Regions from separate parts of the Mus musculus genome. Here region 1 is linked to region 2. A link is a contact called in public Hi-C data. All regions are on one chromosome and are shown on one strand. The core of a region is the stretch at or near the end of the contact, and the rest is flanking DNA. Distances in the headings are between cores, read along the strand shown.

The links. A called contact is a pair of places that touch in the nucleus more often than the background predicts.
Region 1: a contact with region 2 is called in a Hi-C map of cerebral cortex, with 2.3 times the contacts expected there. The contact joins two enhancer-like sites. A contact is called at or near these places in 2 of 484 Hi-C or Micro-C datasets (the C2C12 cell line and cerebral cortex) and 1 of 115 datasets of contacts at active chromatin or transcription factors (neural progenitor cells).

What each region holds. Positions count from the first base shown.
Region 1 is chr15:94,010,094-94,014,232 of GRCm38.p6, forward strand. No RefSeq gene overlaps it. Among named protein-coding and RNA genes, the nearest start is that of Gm30609, 49 kb to the left of the region's middle. Within about 2 kb of position 1,673, at least 36 of the 459 cell types and tissues checked have an H3K27ac peak or open chromatin away from gene starts, as enhancers often do. A contact at or near this core is called in cerebral cortex, where this site is marked.
Region 2 is chr15:93,830,011-93,834,448 of GRCm38.p6, forward strand. No RefSeq gene overlaps it. Among named protein-coding and RNA genes, the nearest start is that of 9430014N10Rik, 95 kb to the right of the region's middle. Within about 2 kb of position 2,586, at least 39 of the 459 cell types and tissues checked have an H3K27ac peak or open chromatin away from gene starts, as enhancers often do. A contact at or near this core is called in cerebral cortex, where this site is marked.

The sequences.
Region 1 (4,139 bases), core at 423-2,922, 180 kb after region 2:
GTTGGGGGGGATTTGGAAGAAGTTGGGGGAGGGGAAAGCATGATGAGAATATACGGAATGAAAAAAGTTTTGTTTGTTTGTTTGTTTCTGTACTGAAGTCTGAACTCATTGCATGAGTTCAGCAATGACTGAGGTCAAGCCTGACTGATGTGAACTCTTCCACCAGTCTGGCTGATGTACAGGGGGAATGGGGAGCTGGACTCCCCTGAACTCTCTTGGCCTCTGCTGTCAAATACTGCTATGGACCGAGGGTTGGCTCTGTGATAGAGTGCTTGCCTAGCAAGTCTATGGCTCTAGGTTCAATTCCTACCACCCTTAAGTAAATAAGCAAAAGGTTCTCTAAGAATCATATATATTGCTGCCTACTTAGTATAACATGTGTGTGATTAAATGAGATGAATGATAACTCAATCTTTACAAGTCTTTACAAAAGAGAAAGGTCTGTTAAGAATATTCTTGTGATGCAAATTTACACTGAAGATAAAATAAACAGGCCAGGTATTTGAGAAATACAAGAAAGCAGTTGATCTGCAAGTTTGTCTCCAAGTGAGAGTTGTTCTCCGAGTTGGTAAAAAGAATGACAACTTACAACCATCTACAAAACTAGTGAAAACATCAGAAAACCTATTTGAAATAACAGATTGATCCTTACTTTAGTTAACAATGATTCTTGTCCTAATATAATTTCCTTGATATATAGGTCTATTAATATATAAAGCCTATATGATTAGTAAAACTTTAAAGATGTTCGTTTCATTTTATCCTATTTATTTAAATATCCTGGGCTCTGTTTATTATTATATGTATGTATATACATATATATACACATATATATATACATATAATAATATATGCATGTATACATATATGTATATACATATATTATATATGCATATATATTATACACATATAATAATATATATTATTATATAGTATATTGTGTTTATAATATACACATTTATATAATATACACATTGTATATTATATATACATATATGTGCATATATCATTTACAAATAAACCCATGTACATCTATTGATATCATAAAAGAAAAAAAGTGGAGCCAAAGCTACGTACGGTGAAGTGCAAGCATGACTGAGCAAACCATCTTGCAGCTTTTGAAGTAGAAATTTACAAGGCACATTGGCTTCCTAGTTTGGACAAGCTACTGAAATACCTGATGGGATCTTATGGTGCATACCTGGCAGAGAGTGCCTGCATCAGAATTCTCAGAGATCTGAGGACAGACTTGGTTGCTCTGAGTCCCCATTGTTCAGTCAAAGCTGCCTAGAATCTCCTGCTGTTCTTGGGGTAGGCTGGGACAGTCTGGTCTGAGCCACAGCACATGGTTGTCTCTGGCCATATGCTTGGTAGACCATTATCTTCTAGCTGAGCCCCACATTACTTTGGTGGGAGTTCCCCACCCCCATCCTCAGACCAAGTCACAGACAGTCAGGAAGAAAACGTCACACAAATAGGAAGCATTATTTTAGGAAGCAAATCTCTGCTACTCTGAAGCTTTTGCAAAGCTCCGTCTATAGGTGACACGCCCGACACATCTGCTTTTGTGTGTGGGAGACAGTCTATATTTATCATTCAGGATGAGTCACCTTGCAGCAGAGCAGGGTCTACTTCAGTCTTTGTGTTTAGATGGCTCTTGGGTAGAATGTGCTGTAGTGGTTAAGCTTTAAGTTGTACATATCTGGCTTCCTGATAGTCTGCTACAGAGAGCAACTATAGCTATGGAGGTAAAAAAAAATCTCCCTCCTGCTTTCCCCTTTCTCTCAGGCTGACTTTAAAGATGTAACTGGAGAGGAGGTGCTTCAACGGATGCTGGGGAAACCAGGTGGCCTTTGAATGTGGCCAAGGAAGAAGAGAATAAACATAAATGTAAGAGAGGCCACAGAAATGTTCTGAACTGGCAGAGGAGCAGCTCTTGCCCGTCACTAAGCATCCAGTGTAGCTGAAAGCAGATTCTTAGTGCTGCTCTCAGACAGGACCCCAGGATGTCAGCTGTGGTGTGAGGCAGCGAGCAAAATGGTGGGAAGCAGAGGAAGGCACGAGTGCAGAGTCCTCGTGAACGTGAGGAGGTGACATGAGCCCACTAAGGCAAGGACCATACCCTCAAACCCATGGCAGAATGACAAAGTCCCCTCCCACATCAGGGGACTGAAGCTCGGAGGGTGACAAAGTCTTCTGTGTGCAAGTGTTGACAGTGTGTGCATACACTGCCCACCTTAGCTCTCTCCTTTGAATAGTTACAGTCTTAAGACTGCTCCCCTACAGCGACTGAGCATACTGAAAATAGTTGAACCTGTCCTTGATGCAGCTATATGCATAAATCCTGCCTCCTAGTATCTGTCTTAATATCCCCACCCCCTGTTCAACTTATATAATAAACCTGCAGAGCTACTGTGGTCCTGTGCCTTTTCCATCTGAGAGACTTGTGTACCAGATCCTTGATTGTCTGTGTGTCTGTGTGCCTATGTGTCTGTGTCTCTGTGTCTTTGTGTCTGTATGTCTATGTGTCTGTGTGTCTGTATGTCTGTGTGTCTGTGTGTCTGTGTGTCTGTATGTCTATGTGTCTGTGTGCCTGTATGTCTATGTGTCTGTGTGCCTATGTCTGTGTGACTGTGTGCCTGTATGTCTGTGTGTCTGTATGTCTGTGTGTCTGTATGTCTATGTGTCTGTATGTCTGTGTGTCTGTGTGTCTGTGTGTCTGTGTGACTGTGTGCCTGTATGTCTGTGTGTCTGTATGTCTGTGTGTCTGTATGTCTGTGTGTCTGTGTGTCTGTATGTCTATGTGTCTGTATGTCTGTATGTCTGTATGTCTGTATGTCTGTATGTCTGTATGTCTGTATGTCTGTATGTCTGTATGTCTGTGTGTCTGTGTGTCTGTGTGTCTGTGTGACTGTGTGCCTGTATGTCTGTGTGTCTGTATGTCTGTGTGTCTGTATCTATGTGTCTGTATGTCTGTGTGTCTGTGTGCCTGTGTGTCTGTGTGTCTGTGTGACTGTGTGACTGTGTGCCTGTATGTCTATGTGTCTGTGTGTCTGTATGTCTATGTGTCTGTATGTCTGTATGTCTGTGTGTCTGTGTGCCTGTATGTCTGTGTGTCTGTATGTCTATGTGTCTGTGTGTCTATGTGTCTGTGTGTCTATGTGTCTGTGTGCCTTTCTTTCTTTAGGCTTCTTCCTCTAAAGAGGGAACTGCTGGAAAATGTCCCCTCACCCTAACCACCACCCACAGTGAGCAGTCTATTGAGAGGCTGGAGCTGGCACCCAGTGGCACTTGGAAAAAGTCTGTCCCATACCCTGGAGCTGTCCCTCTGCAGCCAAGGACACAGTGTGATCCTTTCCTATTGTGGGTTGTCAAGCACAGACTGTTCCTGGCTCCCATTACATTTGAGTTTGTCCAATTTTTTTTTCAGGTCACTTGGGATGACATCTGGGACCCCCACCTCCTTCCTCTAATCAACATTGACAATTTTTCTTCTTTTCCCGGGCTTATCTTTTTTTCTCCCATTCTTGGCTAAGGATTCTCACTGAAGCTGAATCAGCTGGAAAAGGCACGGATGAAATTGTTCTAGGTTTGTGTGGGGAATGAGCCTTAGCAATACCTGTATTAGTCAGGGTTCTCTAGAGTCACAGAACTTATGGATAGTCTCTATATAGTAAGAGAATTTATTGATGACTTACGGTCGGCAGCCCAATTCCCAACAATGGTTCAGTCGCAGCTGTGAATGGAAGTCCAAGGATCTAGCAGTTACTCAGTCTCACGTAGCAAGCAGGCGAAGGAGCAAGAGCTAGACCCCCTTCTTTCAATGTCCTTATATTGTCTCCAGCAGAAGGTGTAGCCCAGATTAAAGGTGTGTTCCTTAAACTCAGAGATTTAATCTTCTGGAATCCATAGCCACTATGACTCAAGATCTCCATACCAAGATCCAGATCAGAAATTTCTATCTCCAAGCCTCCAGATTAGGGTCACTGGTGAGCCTTCCAATTCTGGATTGTAGTTCATTCCAAATATAGTCAAGTTGACAACCAGGAATAGCCACTACAATACCCTATGTTTTCAGCTCCCTGTTTTCACTCTAGCCTTCAGGAAGATCTGGGAGGTGAGTGTAAGGATGAGCTGAC
Region 2 (4,438 bases), core at 1,336-3,835:
GTTAAGTAGAAACTAATCCATATCTCCATCCTTCCTCTGACCAGGGCAGACACTATTATTTCATTCATTACAGCCTCCTGTATCCCACCCTGAGTTCTGCTTTTACCCCATGCCTCATTACTCATTGTGACTAACACTGTTCTTCGGTCTCTGGGTGTTTCCTACAGTTCAAAAGACTTTTGCTCTTGACAATTTCTGGGAATGGATCATTTACCCTTGGGTTTATTTAAAAAAAAAAAAAAGTAAAACATATGCCTTTTCAGACGGTCTGTCAGCTGTCTGATGTTGTAAGATCTCCCAAGCATTGGGAAAGTCTTTATGTTGACCTACTATTTGAAGGGCAGCTATGTTTGTGCAGGCATCAGTGATGTTGGTGGTACTGGACATTGTCTTTCGACCTTGTCCAGACTCACTTCTAGCTTTTCTGTCTACTCTCTAGACAAGAACAACATCTTCCTACATTCAATCATGTTGACCAATGGGAGGAAAACTGATGTAACTGAGGGAACAGGCTGCAGTGAGGAGATTGGGTGGAGTATAGACTCTCTTCATCCTCTCTGATGGACAGTCTGGTTGTCAGTTGGCTGCTGAGTAGCCAATGGTGGTCTTTCTCACCATTGTTCTGCAGAGTCTAGTAATTTTGTTTGTTTGTTTGTTTGTTTGTTTGTTTCTTCAGGGTTAGAAGTTACATTGTGATGGTGCCTGACCCTTGTGTGGATTTACCTTAGTTATGCCCTCGTTATTTGGGATAGTTAGAATCCCTCTTTGCTCTTAGCATTATAAAGGCCTTTTGCTGTTATCATCTGGCTTTGATTATTTTTGGTAAGAAGCAGACCAAACATTTAACAACTGTTTCTTTTTTGGATAGCCAGTCTTTTCTCTCTGGTTGCTATTAAGATTGTGTGTGTGTGTGTGTGTGTGTGTGTGTGTGTGTGTGTGTGTGTGTGTATCTCATTGGTCTTTGGAATGTAATTGTCATGTATGGAAGTAGAAAGCTGGATTCATGTGTGTCCCGTGATGTGGTTATTAAATCAGAGAATTTATATCTTTTATTTGATGACCATCTCTTCTTGGTCTCAATCTTAAATTTAAAAATTCATGTCTTTTGTCAACCTGAAAATCTTCTAAATCTGTAGGCCTTTAGATATCACCTCCCTTTCATGCTGAAAATTTTGTCAGGTGCAGGTAGGCCTTCTCCTTGTCCCCCTCCAGGTTGTCTTAGCAGATAGGGAGATCAGTGGGTAAGAACGCTTGCCATGTAAGCGTGGGTTTGGGACTCAGCACTCATATAGAATGCTAGACTTGTGCTCAAGCTCGGAATCTCAGTGCTTTGGGTGGGCAGAGACAGAAGGATCACAGGAATTGCTGGCTGCATGCCTAGCTTCAAGTTCAGTGAGAGTCCTAGTCTCAAAGGAATCACTTGAAGAGTGACAAAGCAGGACATCCAATACCTGACTCTTATTTCTGCACATGAGCATATAGGGGTGCACTTACACATGTACATATTCTCTGTCTGTCTGTCTGCCTGTCTGTCTCATACACACATACATACAGAGAGAGATGTAGGAGAGAAAGACAGAGGAGAGAAAGAAGGGAGAGGAAGAAAAAAGAGAAGGAGTAGGAACAGAAGAAGGAGGAGGAGGAGGAGAAGAAGAAGAAGAAGAGGATGAGGTAGTTAGGAATCAATAAAGAATGATGGCCAATGAAAACAAATAAGTTATGATCCTAAAAATAGTTTACAGTGAATGTTGCTAACATATATTAGTAAGAAAAGGAAGTTGGAAATGATCATTATCATAAGAAAAGGTAAACCAACACTATAATTTGAAAAGAAAGGGAAATTAAAAGTCACATGCTGCAAAGCATCTCAAAAGGCTATCGCAGACAAACACCCCAGAGCAGACCTCAAGGAAAGGGAGAATTGGCTGTCTCTGTGCTGAGTCTCAAAGCTAAGTCTCACCATGACCTCTTTGCTCATTGTTGGGAGGAATGGCCAGTTTCCTTCACGTATCTCAGATTCTACTGCGGGGTAGAAGGGGCTCTTGTTTTTGCCATCTTAAAGACTAGCCAAAGTCAACAGTGATGGCGAGAGGGAGCAGATGGAGTTTCTCTAGCCTTGTCCTGGACAGGATCGGTTGTCATGCATTGGTCAGGCAGGATGAAGAACCCACATCCACAAAACAGACTCCCTAGCATTATAAATGCTAACTCAGTAAGTTGGTCATTGAAGCCTTACCAACTGATGCAAGGTCCTAGCTATTGGTGGAGAGTCTTTTGGGTGGTTTAGTTTAGAAAAAACAACTGCCTAAATCTTCCTCCATGGTGCCTGGTACATATTGAGGAGTGTGTAACCCTCAGAGTAACATCAGCTCTCCTGTCTCTTCCATATTGAGCTTTTCAGTGAACAGTGCAATCTAGATCACTGGTAGAGACTCTGCAAGTCCATCACCCAGCAAAGACAGTTTCCTCTGTGTTGTAATTCTGTACTTGGCGAGAAGACGGGAAGTTTGGCACGGACGGTACTGGCTACTAAAAGCAAACACGGTCAAGTCCCACAATGATTTGCCTCTTTTGCAGCTTGGCGTGTCATGTTAGGAGCTGGAATAGAGACTCGTTTGTAATAAGCTGTGGTTGGGAGGAGGAGGGCACTGGTGCCTCTGGAGGAGCCCCGTGTTTCTTCCCCTCCCCCCTCATGTGCAGCCATGAGCCTCAGTTGTGTTTCTCACACTTCCAACTCCGCCTGTTGCTGAGCTCGCCTCAGAAATAGATCTGTACTGACATTCCTACTTGCAAGCTGCTGGTGCTGCAGCCGCCGGTTTGGACATTGTTTGAGCCAACCCAGAAACTAGGAAGCTGAGGTAGAATTAAAAGGGGGTAGCTGTACGAACCAACCTACTTCCTGGTTTTGGAAAAGCTGCATCATTCGTTATTTCCCTGTCTGACACTGCTATAAATCTTTAACATCAATGCTCTGCCTGTCACCCAGTGTGATTACCTGCATGCATACTGGCTTCCTAAAAACGGAAACCTTTATATGACACAGGCATATATCTTTTGGTTAAATGAAAGACTGGGACAGGTCTCCTGTGGATGGCTGGGCTCTGGAAGACAGATTGATGGAATTGGGTCACAGCCAGCCATCAGGGTGGGAGGTCAGCATCAAGGATGCCTAACTGGAAGTACTAGGAAGTTTTGGCAGGCCAGTGGGGCTGGGGATAGAGAATGGAAAACTGAAGGAGTAGTCCAAAATGTTGGGGAGACCTGGCAGGGGGGCTTCTCTGTGGGCCTGAAGATCATAGTAGACCTTAAGTGAGAGAAGGAAAATAGGTTGAGACATTGGGGAGAGAGAAACACTAGGTCTCTGTGAGCAGCTGTCAAGAGGCAGGCACTTGGCTAGAAGTGTTCTCTGCACCAGCTCCAGGCTTGTCACTCTGGATGTCTGTTTGCTTATGACTCTTGTGTTTCTCATCCAACTTGAGTTCCTTGATGGACGGGCCTGTGTGGAGCACTATCAAGCAGGAATTCGGTGGGGAGAAACAAGCATACAGGTCGTGTTGGGTGCCTACACACTGGTTGAGGGGTTGATGTTTTGATTCCTGTGGGCACAACCAAGACTCTAAGGAACATACATACCAATTACAGGCCGCCAGAGCAGTACTCGGTTTGACGTTCTGTTCTTTCTTTTAAGGCTTGTTGTTTATGATAACCAGTTAGAATTAAGGAATAGTGGGCCAAGAGCTGTCCACACTCTGGAAATGGAAGTCAACCTGGGGAGGTTATCAAGGAGAGAGGCTTTGGTGATGCCTCAGTCGCTGTTGAAAATGGAGCTAGCATCAGGTCTGACTTGCATGGACTCTCTTAGCTATTGATACTGCTGTAACTACACTTCTGAACTCCAACATATGCTGACTATCTCTGTGTACTCACTAGCGTTACGTCAACTCAACACAAGGTAGGGTTATCAGAGAGGAGGGAACCTAAATTCAGAAAACACCTCCAGAAGACAAGGCTTTAGGCAAGCCTGTAGGGCAATTTCTTAATTGATTGGTGTGGGAAGGCCCAGCTCATTGTGGGTGGTGCCATCCCTGGGCTGGTGGTCCTAGGTTCTATAAGAAAGCTTGCTGAGCAATCCGGTAAGTAATACCTTTGCTTGGTGTACTGGCTAGTTTTGTGTCAACTTGACACAGCTGGGGTTATCACAGAGAAAGGAGCTTCAGTTGAGGAAATGCCTCCATGAGATGCAACTGTAAGGCATTTTCTCAATTAGTGATCAAGGGGGAAAGGCCCCTTGTGGGTGGGACCTGCCCTGGGCTGGTAGTCTTGGGTTCTATAAGAAAGCAAGCTGAGCAAGCCAGGGGAAGCAAGCCAGTAAAGAACATCCCTCCATGGCCTCTGCATTGGCTCCTGCTTTCTGACATGCTTGAGTTCCAGTCCTGAC